Linked DNA regions of Zea mays: region 2 is linked to region 1. The links are chromatin contacts, called in public Hi-C maps. All regions are on one chromosome and are shown on one strand. The core of a region is the stretch at or near the end of the contact, and the rest is flanking DNA. Distances in the headings are between cores, read along the strand shown. Region 1 holds the start of LOC103639955 (pyridine nucleotide-disulfide oxidoreductase domain-containing protein 2). Region 2 holds the start of LOC100273972 (Dof zinc finger protein DOF2.2).

Evidence for each region. A called contact is a pair of places that touch in the nucleus more often than the background predicts.
Region 2: a Hi-C map of ear shows a contact between it and region 1, with 2.8 times the contacts expected there. The contact joins the promoter of LOC100273972 here to the promoter of LOC103639955 in region 1. A contact is called at or near these places in 2 of 25 Hi-C or Micro-C datasets (ear and tassel).

The regions. Positions count from the first base shown.
Region 1 is chr1:157,834,867-157,840,734 of Zm-B73-REFERENCE-NAM-5.0, forward strand. It overlaps LOC103639955 (pyridine nucleotide-disulfide oxidoreductase domain-containing protein 2), which reads left to right and starts at 3,656. Exons shown (of 7, transcript XR_004855367.1): 1 at 3,656-3,927; 2 at 4,990-5,868.
Region 2 is chr1:158,002,696-158,008,563 of Zm-B73-REFERENCE-NAM-5.0, forward strand. LOC100273972 (Dof zinc finger protein DOF2.2) reads left to right here and starts at 2,896. Exons shown (of 2, transcript NM_001398897.1): 1 at 2,896-3,477; 2 at 3,780-5,142. The coding sequence starts at 3,427. The coding sequence ends at 4,754.

The DNA.
Region 1 (5,868 bases), core at 2,406-4,905:
TCTAGATGCGAATCACCGAGCTCTATGAGTATCTCCTCAGGGTCGCTGCGAAGGTTAAAAACCATTTTCAAACTGACGTGGTAGCAACGAGACACCCTACGCATGGCCGGGCCAAACCACCAGACGTGAGATCTGCAGGTTAGTGAGCCACGGGGACATATATGATAGTCAACGAGACTGGAGATGGTGTGACATCGGGTGCATCAGCATGCATACTGAAGCTGCATGCCAATCGTCGTTTGGGTCGTTTGAAGCAATGTCTAAGCTTTGACCCCACCTATGGGCCCACATCCTCCTTTGAGGTAGGCCCGAGGGCCACTATTGGTACCACATAACCGGAGTACCCCTTACTACTGTATCAAAACGCAGTACCCACATGGTTATCTCTAAATCGTGTGCTAAGGAACTTCAGCAACGGGTCTGGACCCCCATGGGCAGGTCCCAAACCCCCATGCACGCAGTCTAGACACCCTGTAAGGTCCATGACCTCTACGTATATAAATCGGACCCCCGAGTAGGGATCTGGAGCCCCCCATATGGGGTTCAAGTCGCCAACAGCGGCTCCCGGTGCTCTAGGGCAGAACATTCCCCCAGACTCTACTCTGGACCCAAGCAGGGGTCTGGTGACACCACGTGTCCGCTGGAAGCATGGTGCAAACCTTCGCATGGAAGCAAAGCCTCAGCCCGCATTAGATGCAAGGCGGCCACGATGTACTCCGAACGAGCGCACACTGCTAGGCTTGTGACATGCCTCTGTGACCACCACACACGTTACCGAGGCGCACTGTAGCATGGTAGCGCCACACACGTTAAATGACTACTTAGAGCTTGGCGTGTTACCAAGGCCGCTATGCCACACGTGCATGGAAGCTACCATCATGAAGCGTGGTTCGATCGGGTATTGAGTCCGCTACAGTGACCGGCCGGACATGATAATGCAGGTGACTGCACACGCACCTATGCACGTCAGCATGCATGTCTACGCTGCAATCTATACCAGAGTCTCCACTCGTACGCTAACGAGATGGGGCGAAGGAGAAGCTAGTCTAGAAATCTGCACGACGACCAAGAGAAGAACTTTATTTGTCAACGCATTACTTGTTCCATATAGTATGCTTTTATTACTATATTCCTGGGCCTATCTATTAGGGCTCGGCTTCCTTGTATGTGCCCCCTTGGACTATAAAAGGACGGCACACAACGTTACAAGGACGGAGAGACACAGAGATCCCAGACAATACAACTCACAGTAGATGTAGGGTATTACGCTATGGCGGCCCAAACCACTCTAACCCTTATGTTCTCGTGTTCTTCTAGCTAACTAGGCAATCCCTAGCTTCCTCCTCATCTTAGGATCAGGGTGAGTGCACTCCGCCACCCGGTCGGAGGATTTTTCTCTCTGACACAATCTATCATGGTCCTTATCTTGATAGGGAAGTGATAATCCTAGGGCTTGTCTCAGCATGGATGTAGATGATCGACAAGTCATTTATCCATAGGGATATATCTTGATGTCTCCTTTTATGTGGTATTGATCACTCTACATTTGAACTTTACATTATGTGCTTACAATTCATAGTGTACAAAAATTAGGCTTGTCATCCTAAGGAGCAAACTAAGTTATCCTTAATAGTTCTAGTGATATAATGTAGTTCTTCTATTGATACTAGAATTGTGTATGTATTGCTCACACTACAATTGCAACACATAGCTAGAGGTAGTTATTATTACGACATCCTTGTTGTCTAACTCATTCATTCCTCTCTAGCCATCTATCGAAAATATCCTTTTAAACTAGAAAAACCTAAATGAAGCCTATAACAGAACATTGCATAGGCTTTTATAAAAATAAACCTACACAAAACACAAATAAAATGCCACTTCACCTAGCAAAACTGACCTAACTAGTTTCCAAACTATCCTAGTTGTTTTTTTCCTCTTGCATAGCAGAATAACAAGGCTGGCTAGTTCCTCGAACTAACCTAGCTAGTTTCCTTAGACTGTTCTAGAAAACTCATCAAGAACTTATTGTGCTTTTCTTTCTTCCTCTAAAATCTAAGGTGTTTTAGGAGTGCTTTTTGTACCTATGAAACTTTGTCAATTGATGCCTACACCCACAAACGTGTACAAACAAGTAGAAACAAATGGAGGCTCGTAAAATATGAAAAATTCAATGTAAAAGTAAAGTTAGACAAACAAATAAAGAAGGCACAATTATTTGTTTGACCGAAGTTAGAGCATCACCACAAGAGTCATACATCTCTATTGTGGAAGCCATAAGTAACCCAATAAAGGTCTACTCTTGCTGGATCCAAATTGACCTATTTGCATTCTCCACTAGATTATCTCTTTTCCTTTTTTTAATACTAGATCAAGCCCTCACAAACTTTTGCTCGTGCAGGACACCATGGGGATACACTAACAACCACTAATACATATAAAAGCAAGGCTCCAAGGGTAACAAACGCTTCACATGAACTTGATTTCACCACAAAGTACTTAAGGGTTTCTCAAGTTTCTTTCACACACAATCTCATAATGCTCAATTCTTGATATTGGATTAAAAAATGAGACTACATGCACTCAAGTCCCAGAAAAGGGTGAATTTGGAGATCTCTCTTGTCTTTGATGGTGTATATGGATGTGGAAAGCTTTAGCAACCTATAATAGGCCATGGTGAGGGGTATAAATAGATCAACCCAAAAGTAGCTATTGGCTGCCTAGTGAGGCAAAATTGTAACACCCAAAATACTATTTTGGGTTTTAGGAAAGATTGTCCCCAAAGGATTATAAAAATTAAAAAGCATTTAATAAGAATTTCCTTTATTTTCAAAAACAAATTATGTAAAATGGTCGAATGGTAATAATAGATGGTTCAAACTTAGGTCTGAACAATTAAAATGAGCGATGTAATTTGGAACCTAAAAATATGAAAAAATAGATGAGAAGATCCTTATATGAGTTGCGATTTATTTCAAAGTATCTCTTGAATATTATACATTATAAACTATTTTATATTAAAATGAATAATATGCTTTCAATAAGACAATATCTTTAAAAGAGTGTTATGTTTAAATCATCAATATGTGTTGCATATTTGAAGCATTGGCCTAAATAAATCATATAAATAAAATCATAAATTGCATGATGGAGATTTATTTGCTTGTGCATTTCAGTTTGATGGATTTTGAATTCTAACTTGAATTTGAAATTTGAACTAGAAAAAAATAAAACTTAAAAAGGAAAAGGAAACTAGAAATAAAAAAGAAAGTGTACCTAACCTTACCTGCCTCTCGGGCCCTCATCCCTCTTGGCCCAGATCGCCCTCTTCTTTCGCTAAATGGGCCGATTAAGCACCCGTCGACCCATCTAATTCCCTTCATTTTTCTTTCTACCACACGGCTGACCCATGGGGCTCATGGGCTAGTCTCCCATGCCTCGTCGCACGCTCCCCTCACAGTCAAGTTCACGTGTATCTCTTGTCACCTCCATGTGGGCCCCATTCATCGGATTCGTCCCTTCCCTCGCAACAAGCCACATGCGCGATCGCAACAAACTTCAAAAAATCGTAACAAACTCCGTTGCTGCCAGCTCAATCTCATCTGGCCTGGGTCCTTAGCTTCGGTTATAAATCCTGAGCCCCCGAGATCGCCCTGCACATCCACTCGAGTATGTCGTGACCACAAAAACGAAGAACGTCGAGCAGGTCGCTGAGTAAGAACCGAAGCCGCCATTGTTGGTTCGTTCGTACACCATCGATGGGGTCTCAATGTCGGGTCATGGGGCTTAACTAGATCGCGAGGAAGGTGATTATGGCCTCGCCTGGTGGAAATTCATAGTGGAGCACCAGAGATTGCTCGTCGGAATTCTTTCTCCATCGTGGAGCCGATGGCCTCCATGGCAACATTGCTCCCACCACTATATCTGGTAAGAAGTACCTTATTCGATGCGTAATAGACTAGGCTTCGTTTAGAACCTATCAACTTTGGGAATCAGATATTGGGGCGCATTTGCGTGCTCGACGACCATGGCCTTCGCCACGTGGGCTCTGCACGTCGCCACAACTGGTCGGCGGGAGGACGTGCAACATCCAAGGAATGACCCTGATTGGAGTATACCGTTTTGCGGGTCATTAAATATGATGCATCGAAATCCGATCGGACGTCTATAGTTGGATCTTGATGTAAAGCTACGGGGTGAGTTATGGATCGTTAGATGATGATCCGGTGGTCTAGACTTCATACCGGTTCGGCCATCTTATCCAATCCCTCATATCAAGATCTAACGGGCAGTAACACTCGCACGTTATAATAGCGAGGCTGTTTTCATAAAGTGCCCCTGGCCTTTTTACTTAATAAAGTCGCTGTCCAAATCAGTTGAATAGTATTTAAAACAAGGCCTTGAAATTTACACAAAGCACGCTGGACATTCCAAAAAAATTGAAGCCACCATCTAGGTTTTTGGGAAATAAAAAAACAGAACATGACTTTTGTATAAGAATAAATCTAGAAACTTAGAAAATCTATATCTTTCGTGTTTGAACTCCATTTTTAGTAGTTCTCGAAATCGCGGATTCGTCTCGATGCATATAATACTCTTACGTATTTGGTTTTCATGTTTGGTGTGCTTCAAATTTTAAATCATTATTTGTCTGTATGCTTGTACTGCTACGTTTAGACAGGCGAGTGTATGTGGTCTGTAGATCTAGACTTTTGAAGAGATCTAATCAACAAGTTATCGCAAGTAAAAGGCAAGTTGGGTCCTTGATCACATTTTTGACCTAATAATATTTACTTTTATATTCACACCCTGATTTCATTGTTAGACGGGACTTAATAGGTTACCTAGTTTTCTTTATCTTACACCTTGCATGCAAATGAGTTATTGGGTAGTCTTGCTATTGTTCTACTTGGTTTTGGGATTAATGTTACATACAAATTATGATCTGGTCTTATTATTAATGTTGGCTTTATTATTATACATGATAAGATCATTTTATTAATTGGAACATGGAGCGACCACCCGAGACAACAATGCTATCACAATGGTGGAATGGGATGATGTTGGCTGATTAATTAGGAAAGCTAGCATGTGAGAATTCTTTCTCAAAAGGGGCAAGCGTGGAGGAGTTACCACAAGTACAGGGAGGTTCTCGGGTCAAGCTGTCTATGATAGCTTTCTGGACAAGGGATTCTATACCCCCTCTGCTTGAAACCATAGCAACTTTTCTGATGCTAGTGAAACTTTATAAAGGCCTCGTAGTGTGTCCTCGCCAACTCACCTTGGAAATGTTTAAGGGTCTGCACAACCCAATGCGAAAAGGGAACACGACTTGTTCGTAAAGATGTGCAACCTCTGCAGAGTGTAAAACTGGTATATCAGCCGTGCTCACGGTCATGAGCGGTTCGGACCCTCACATGAGTAATGTATGAAATTAAATTTAACATGTCATGCATTGTATTGTGGGAATTTCATTATGATATATTATTTTGATTGGGATGGTATTTACTTATACTAAGTAATTGCTAATAAAATTTTGAACAACAAAGTTAAAAGCTATGCTCGGCCTTAGCCGTTTTCCTTGGTAAGCCATATACACTACTGGACACAGTTGCGTTGCTGAGTGCTTCAAGCACTCAGCAAAGTCTTTGCCGAGTGTGACTCTCGGTGAACTGTACATCGACAACAACTTCTTTGTAGAGTACTTTTTGTCGGGCACTCGACAAAGTCTTTGTCGAGTGCCATCTAGTGCTTGGCAAAGAAAAGTCACCATCATGGTGACAAGTGACGGTGACTAAGACTTTGCCAAGTGTACTCACTTACACTCGGCAAAGAGGGAACCTTTACCGAATGCCAGCCGGCCTGGCA
Region 2 (5,868 bases), core at 1,646-4,145, 170 kb after region 1:
GGTCTCCTTCTTTCTCACGACCCGTGTCCATTCTTTCGTTGAAGTAGACAGCGGAGTCTTCCGGGTCAGCGAGCTTCTCGCTCCAGCCTCCCCGGAGACGATCTTTTCCCGAAGAGCCGGAAGTAGCGTCTTTCCAGCATTTTCGGAGTTTGTTGGTGGAGACTTCTGTTCTGGCAGATCCGCGAGGCGGTGTAGAATTCCTTCTTCGTCCGCCACGGAGGAGATTGTCCCGAAGCAGAATGTGGATCCGGGACGCATGGTGATCTTGCTGTGGAAGGTGACGGCCATTGAGCTAGCTTGGATCGTCGACACACCCCCTACCTGGCGCGCCAGCTGTCGGTGTTTTGGGTCCGACCGCACACCCGGGGTTGCCCCTCAAGGTGTTTTTAGGAGTAGGACGGTGTCGACGACTGTAGCAAAATGGTTCGTGCCGATCGCACGAGGGACAATGGACAAGATTTACAGGTTCGGGCCGCTTAGAAACGCGTAACACCCTACGTCCTGGTGAGTATATGAGCGTGGTTACAAGAGGATTCTCTGGATAGAGGGCGCAGAGAGTTTTCGTGGGTGGCCAAGTGGAGCAGAGTCGATCGATCTGAAGGGGTGCCCCCTAGGCCTTATATACTCGGCCGTGGAGCATTATATGTGTTACGATAACAACAAGTAGCTGAAAGATAGTCAACCTCTTGAGTTTATCCTTACGTAACCTCCGCCGACTTATCCTCGCATGGCCCCGTTGCATGGGGGCTCCAGCGCGGGAAAGTCGGGTCTCTGTTTGTGATTCATTCGTTCGACGTTGTGGGCCGCCTGTGTTTGCACTAATCAGTCCCACGTCTTCTTTATTGGTTGTCTTTCCCTAGGCCCACGAAAGAATGACCTTACGAATTATTGGGCCCTTGGGCTTTTCGTGAGGCCTTTTACTTCTTTAGTGGACCCAGGGGATATCTATCCCCCACAGGCTCGGCCCCATGCCTAAAATGGTATGACACGTTTCAATTCTAAGCCAATCTGACACACAATAATTATGGACTATACCGGGCTAGCCCATGGGCTAAGTTGTCGACCCATGACCTAACATATTTTTGCTTACACGTACCGGACTTAATTCAGGCGATCCGAAATGAAAAAAGCTTGAAATTCAAATTCCGGTCTGAAATAGAAAAAACCTAAAATCCAAATTCTGGCCTAAAAACTACAAACAACCCACAAATATGACCAGAATTTAGAATAGAGAACATAACACACCTCCATAGTTCCAGATTCCCTTTTAAATAACCATACATGTTGCAATCTAGTTTACCAATTATATCACATCAAGGATACATTACAAAATTCTAGTAAGTTACTCGTAGTACATATCACACAATACAGAACCCCATCACAGATTTGACCAAACAAAAAAAAGACAAACAAATTTGATAAAAAACTTAATATTTCTATTTAGTTACTAAAGCCATTAACGTGTTTTTTTGGTGATAACAAACCATTTTAGGTTCTGAATGGCCTTTTTAGTGTCGGCCATAAATGTGTTATGCATGCGCCCGCCAGTGGGCACTACCTCAGCGCCTAAGCATGACCCGAGATATAGGGCAAGGTAAGCAAGCTCAATATTATTGATAAGAAACGACAAAACTATAGCTAGCTTAAGTTAAAGAACCGAACTCATTCTTCTAATCTCAGTACACCTCACAACAAATACATACTCCCTCTCGGTCATGAAATATAAGAATTTAGTTGTCCTCAGTTAATTCATCATAAATTTGTCTAAATGTATAGCAAAGTAAAATGATACTTTTAATACCAGATGAGTTCAGTAGATACATTGTGAAATGTATTTTATATGTGTTAATGTTTTTTAAAATAACTCCGGTGAAGCTGATAACTTGACTTATAACAGCTGCAATGCCAAGATATTTCAGGATGGATCAGAGTGATGACACCAATATTACAATACAGTTGAAAATACTCTCTCCGTTCTTTTTTATTTATCATTGTTTATTTCAAAAATAAACTAGCAGCCGACAAATATTGGAGAACGGAGATACTACCATTCCGTTGCTCCTAGCTAGGGATGAATGTCGGATGTGTCAAATACGATATCCAATCCTTATAAAGGCTTGTTCGTTTGTTCAGGAATGGACTTGGAATCGTTCCATCTAATCAAAACTTATATAACTTAGAGAAAAAATCTAGCTAGAAATTGTTCCAGGCCTCCGTTCCGTGAAAACCAAACGACACCAAAGTATATTCCAACTTTAAACATACCGAGTAATATATAGTATGCATATCCAATATATGAATTTATGTAAAGATTACTTAGGTCTGTTTGAAAACACTCAGTTTCTAAAAAACTGATTTATAGAAATTGAGTTGGTTTCAAATATATCAGTTTATGACTTATTTTATAGAAATTAGATTACTAATTTCTTAAAAATAAAAAATTGGTCTCTCCTAACTAAAAGATAAAAACTAGTTCCTTAAAAACTGAGTTGCTTCCAAAATAGTTCTTAATTAGTATTTAAACACTTTCGGACGGATTAATACCGAGAAAATACCCATCCCGTATTTATCGCACTCTCGGACACTGCTAGCTCATCAGTAAAATACGTACGTTATCCCAATTCACTATCATTTGCATGACTAACCAAACCCATTCTGCATAACCACGTAATTAAGCAGATGAGTACGTCCGTACACGTATAAATACATAAGAACACTATAATCTACCAGCTCGGGTGGGCCCTAGCTAACGAGCACTTGGGTCGCCAAGCTCAGGCAGGCACCACCAAGAGAGCAGACCGGCTCGCTTTCACTTTATTTTGGCTTTTGGTGGTGTATAAATACGGGGCACCAGCAGAGGGGCCTTCATCTCGCCTCCTCGCGTCCGATCGATCCCCATCCCCTTCCATTGCGTGCTGGAGCCCTCCTCCGCGCGCTTTCTCTGGTGACGCCGTCCATGTCTCCTCCTCTCTTCCTGCACACTGATTGAGGTCTTCATTCTTCTCTCTCTCTCTCTCCTACTGTTAGCTACCTAGGGTTTGCCATGGCCATCACCTTTTTTGAGCCATCACACTTTACTCTCTCTCTCTTCACCCATGACACATCCATCCAGCCACCCCCACTAGCTCTCTAGCTAGCCATCCTCCTCATCACCCTCTCCGCCTCTGTCTCTTGCTGTCTTGCGGCACTGTTCTTAGCTGCAGGTAGCTCCGTCCAGCTCGACGGTTCTCTCTTAGCAGCTAAGGAAGGCGACATAAATTATAAAAGGCGCCACTTGAGGGCAGGGCCAAGGAAAGTTGTGGTTTCCAACTCCTCACCTCACACACTCTCTTCTTCTCTCCTTCGTTCTCCCTCGCAAAGTCAGGGTCACTGAAAGTAGCGGAAGAGCCCAAGTAGTTCTTCGCCACCGGTACCGCATCGATCATCATGGTGTTCTCCTCGCTCCCGATCTTCCTAGACCCTCCCAATTGGGGCCAGGTAATTGGTTTATCCAATCATATACTCTTCGTTCCTTACTTTTAGTTTCGTCATGCACAAGCATGACGAACTGGTTTCTCTCTCCGTTTCCTAATTATTATTTTAGAGTGAATCCGGCCTTTTTCCAATACGAACTTCAAATCTCTGGTTGATTGATCGCTGTGATTCGCAAGTTTGTTTACTACCTATGCTCATGCCCTGGTTGAGCATAGACACAAAGGAAGGGCATCATTATAGGCATGTTCTTGAATATACCGTGCTTTGAATTCCAGCCTTTATTAATTGATTCGTTATACATACAGATGCAGATGCAGATGCAGCAGCAGTCACCGCTCCAGTGTCTCCTCGGCAGCGGCGGTGGCAGCGACCACCACCACCTCATGCCTCCTCCGTCCGGCCTGGCGCCGCTGCCGGGGGGTCCTGCTGACACAGCGGCGAGCGGTCCGGCGGGAGGCGGCTCGTCCACCTCGGCCTCAGTGCAAGCCGCGGCGGGAGCGGGGGCAGGGGCGCAGCCTCGCCCCGTGGTGTCGATGGCGGAGCGCGCCCGGCTCGCGCGCGTGCCGCTGCCGGAGCCCGGCACGCTCCGATGCCCGCGCTGTGACTCGACCAACACCAAGTTCTGCTACTTCAATAACTACTCGCTGTCGCAGCCGCGCCACTTCTGCAAGGCGTGCCGCCGCTACTGGACCCGTGGCGGCGCGCTCCGCAACGTGCCCGTCGGCGGCGGGTGCAGGCGCAACACCAAGCGCTCCAGCAAGAAGTCGTCCCGCGGCGGCGGCGCGGGCGCCACGGCGGCAACCTCCTCGTCCTCGACCACCTCCACCTCCACCACGGCCACTACCACCACCACCACGAGCGCGGCCATGGCGGCGGCCGAGGCCATCGCCGGCATGCAGGCGCAGCTGCCCCACCTCGGCCTCCCGCCCGCAGCGGCCGCCGCGGCGCTTGAGGCCTCGCTGGAGGGCTACCACCACTACCTCCCGCTCCAGATGCAGCCGCAGTTCCTGCAGCAGGCTGGCCTGCACGGCTACCATTTCGCCGACGACGGCACCGGCGTCCTCGCAGCTGACGGGTTCCCGAGGGGCGTCGTCGCCTCGGGGCTGCTCGCGCAGCTCGCGGCGGTGAAGATGGAGGAGCACGGCAGCAACGGCGGAGGTGCCATCGCGGCGCATCATGAGCAGCAGTCCTACTGGCCCGGCAGCACCGGCGGTGGCGGTGGGTGGCCGGTGGAGTTCTTGTCGGGGTTCAGCTCATCCTCGTCGGGGAATGTGTTGTGAGTTGCATGTGGCCGCGTCCAGGTCCACCTGGGCATGCATGATGGGGGGCATGCATGCATGGATGCTGATGAAGCTGAACTAGCTCACCATCCTCAATTAGTTCTAGGGTTTATGTGGTGTTTGGAACTTAATTGGCGTCGTCTTCTTCAATTAGGCTGGTGATGATCTTGTGTTGGGGTAAGGTTTTTACATGTTTTTTTTCTTATGAGTTTTAAGCTGGTTAATGTCGTGCAGTTGGTAGTTTTGCATGTAGTGGGAAGTGCATGTGTTGACTCATGGAGGTTATATGTGTCAGGTTACTTAACTATACTATGTTTAATTATATGAGAACTTGGTGGGCATAGTTGTACTAGTACAACCCGTTTCTAAATTGCAGATGTGTGTTTGGATGTTTTATTGTTGATCGAAATGTTGGAAAAGTTATGAGGTGTTTGGTTTGATGAACCACTCTATCCAAAATGAAGTGGTGCATAATGGGTCCATTCCTCAAATTTGGTGGGATAACTCTATTCCACATATTAGTACTAAACAACTAACTATAAGCAATGAGGTGGTGATAGATTAACTTACTTCATTCCACAAACCAAACAAAAAAAATGAGGAGTGAGAAGATGATGGACTATATTATTCCTCAAACCAAACACTCCATTAATGAATGAGTATAAATGGCTATGTTCGCCCATTTAAAATTTGATCGACATGATGATATCAGCTGAGTGGCCATATTTGATCAACATGACCATACCTGACTAAAATGTTTTGATCTACATTTCATATTTATGGAAATCAAGTCTCAATTTGATGGAATCTGTTCTTCCACCTCTTGAAACTCATGAATCCCCTTGAGTCCAATGACGGAGGTAGCAGTGAGGTGGACGGGGCTCGAGCCCCCTACCGTTATCGAGCCTATGGTGTCCACTGAAACTTTCCAAAATTTCAAAACATACAAATATAATGTAGGTGTGGCTCATATATTGTACTCCCTCCGTCCATAAATGTTTGTCGCTATGGTATTCGTGCCAGTCAAACTTTGTTAAGTTTGACTAGCTTTGTAGAATATATTAGCAACATTTGAAATATGTATCTTCGAATAAGTTGAGTACAAAAATAGATT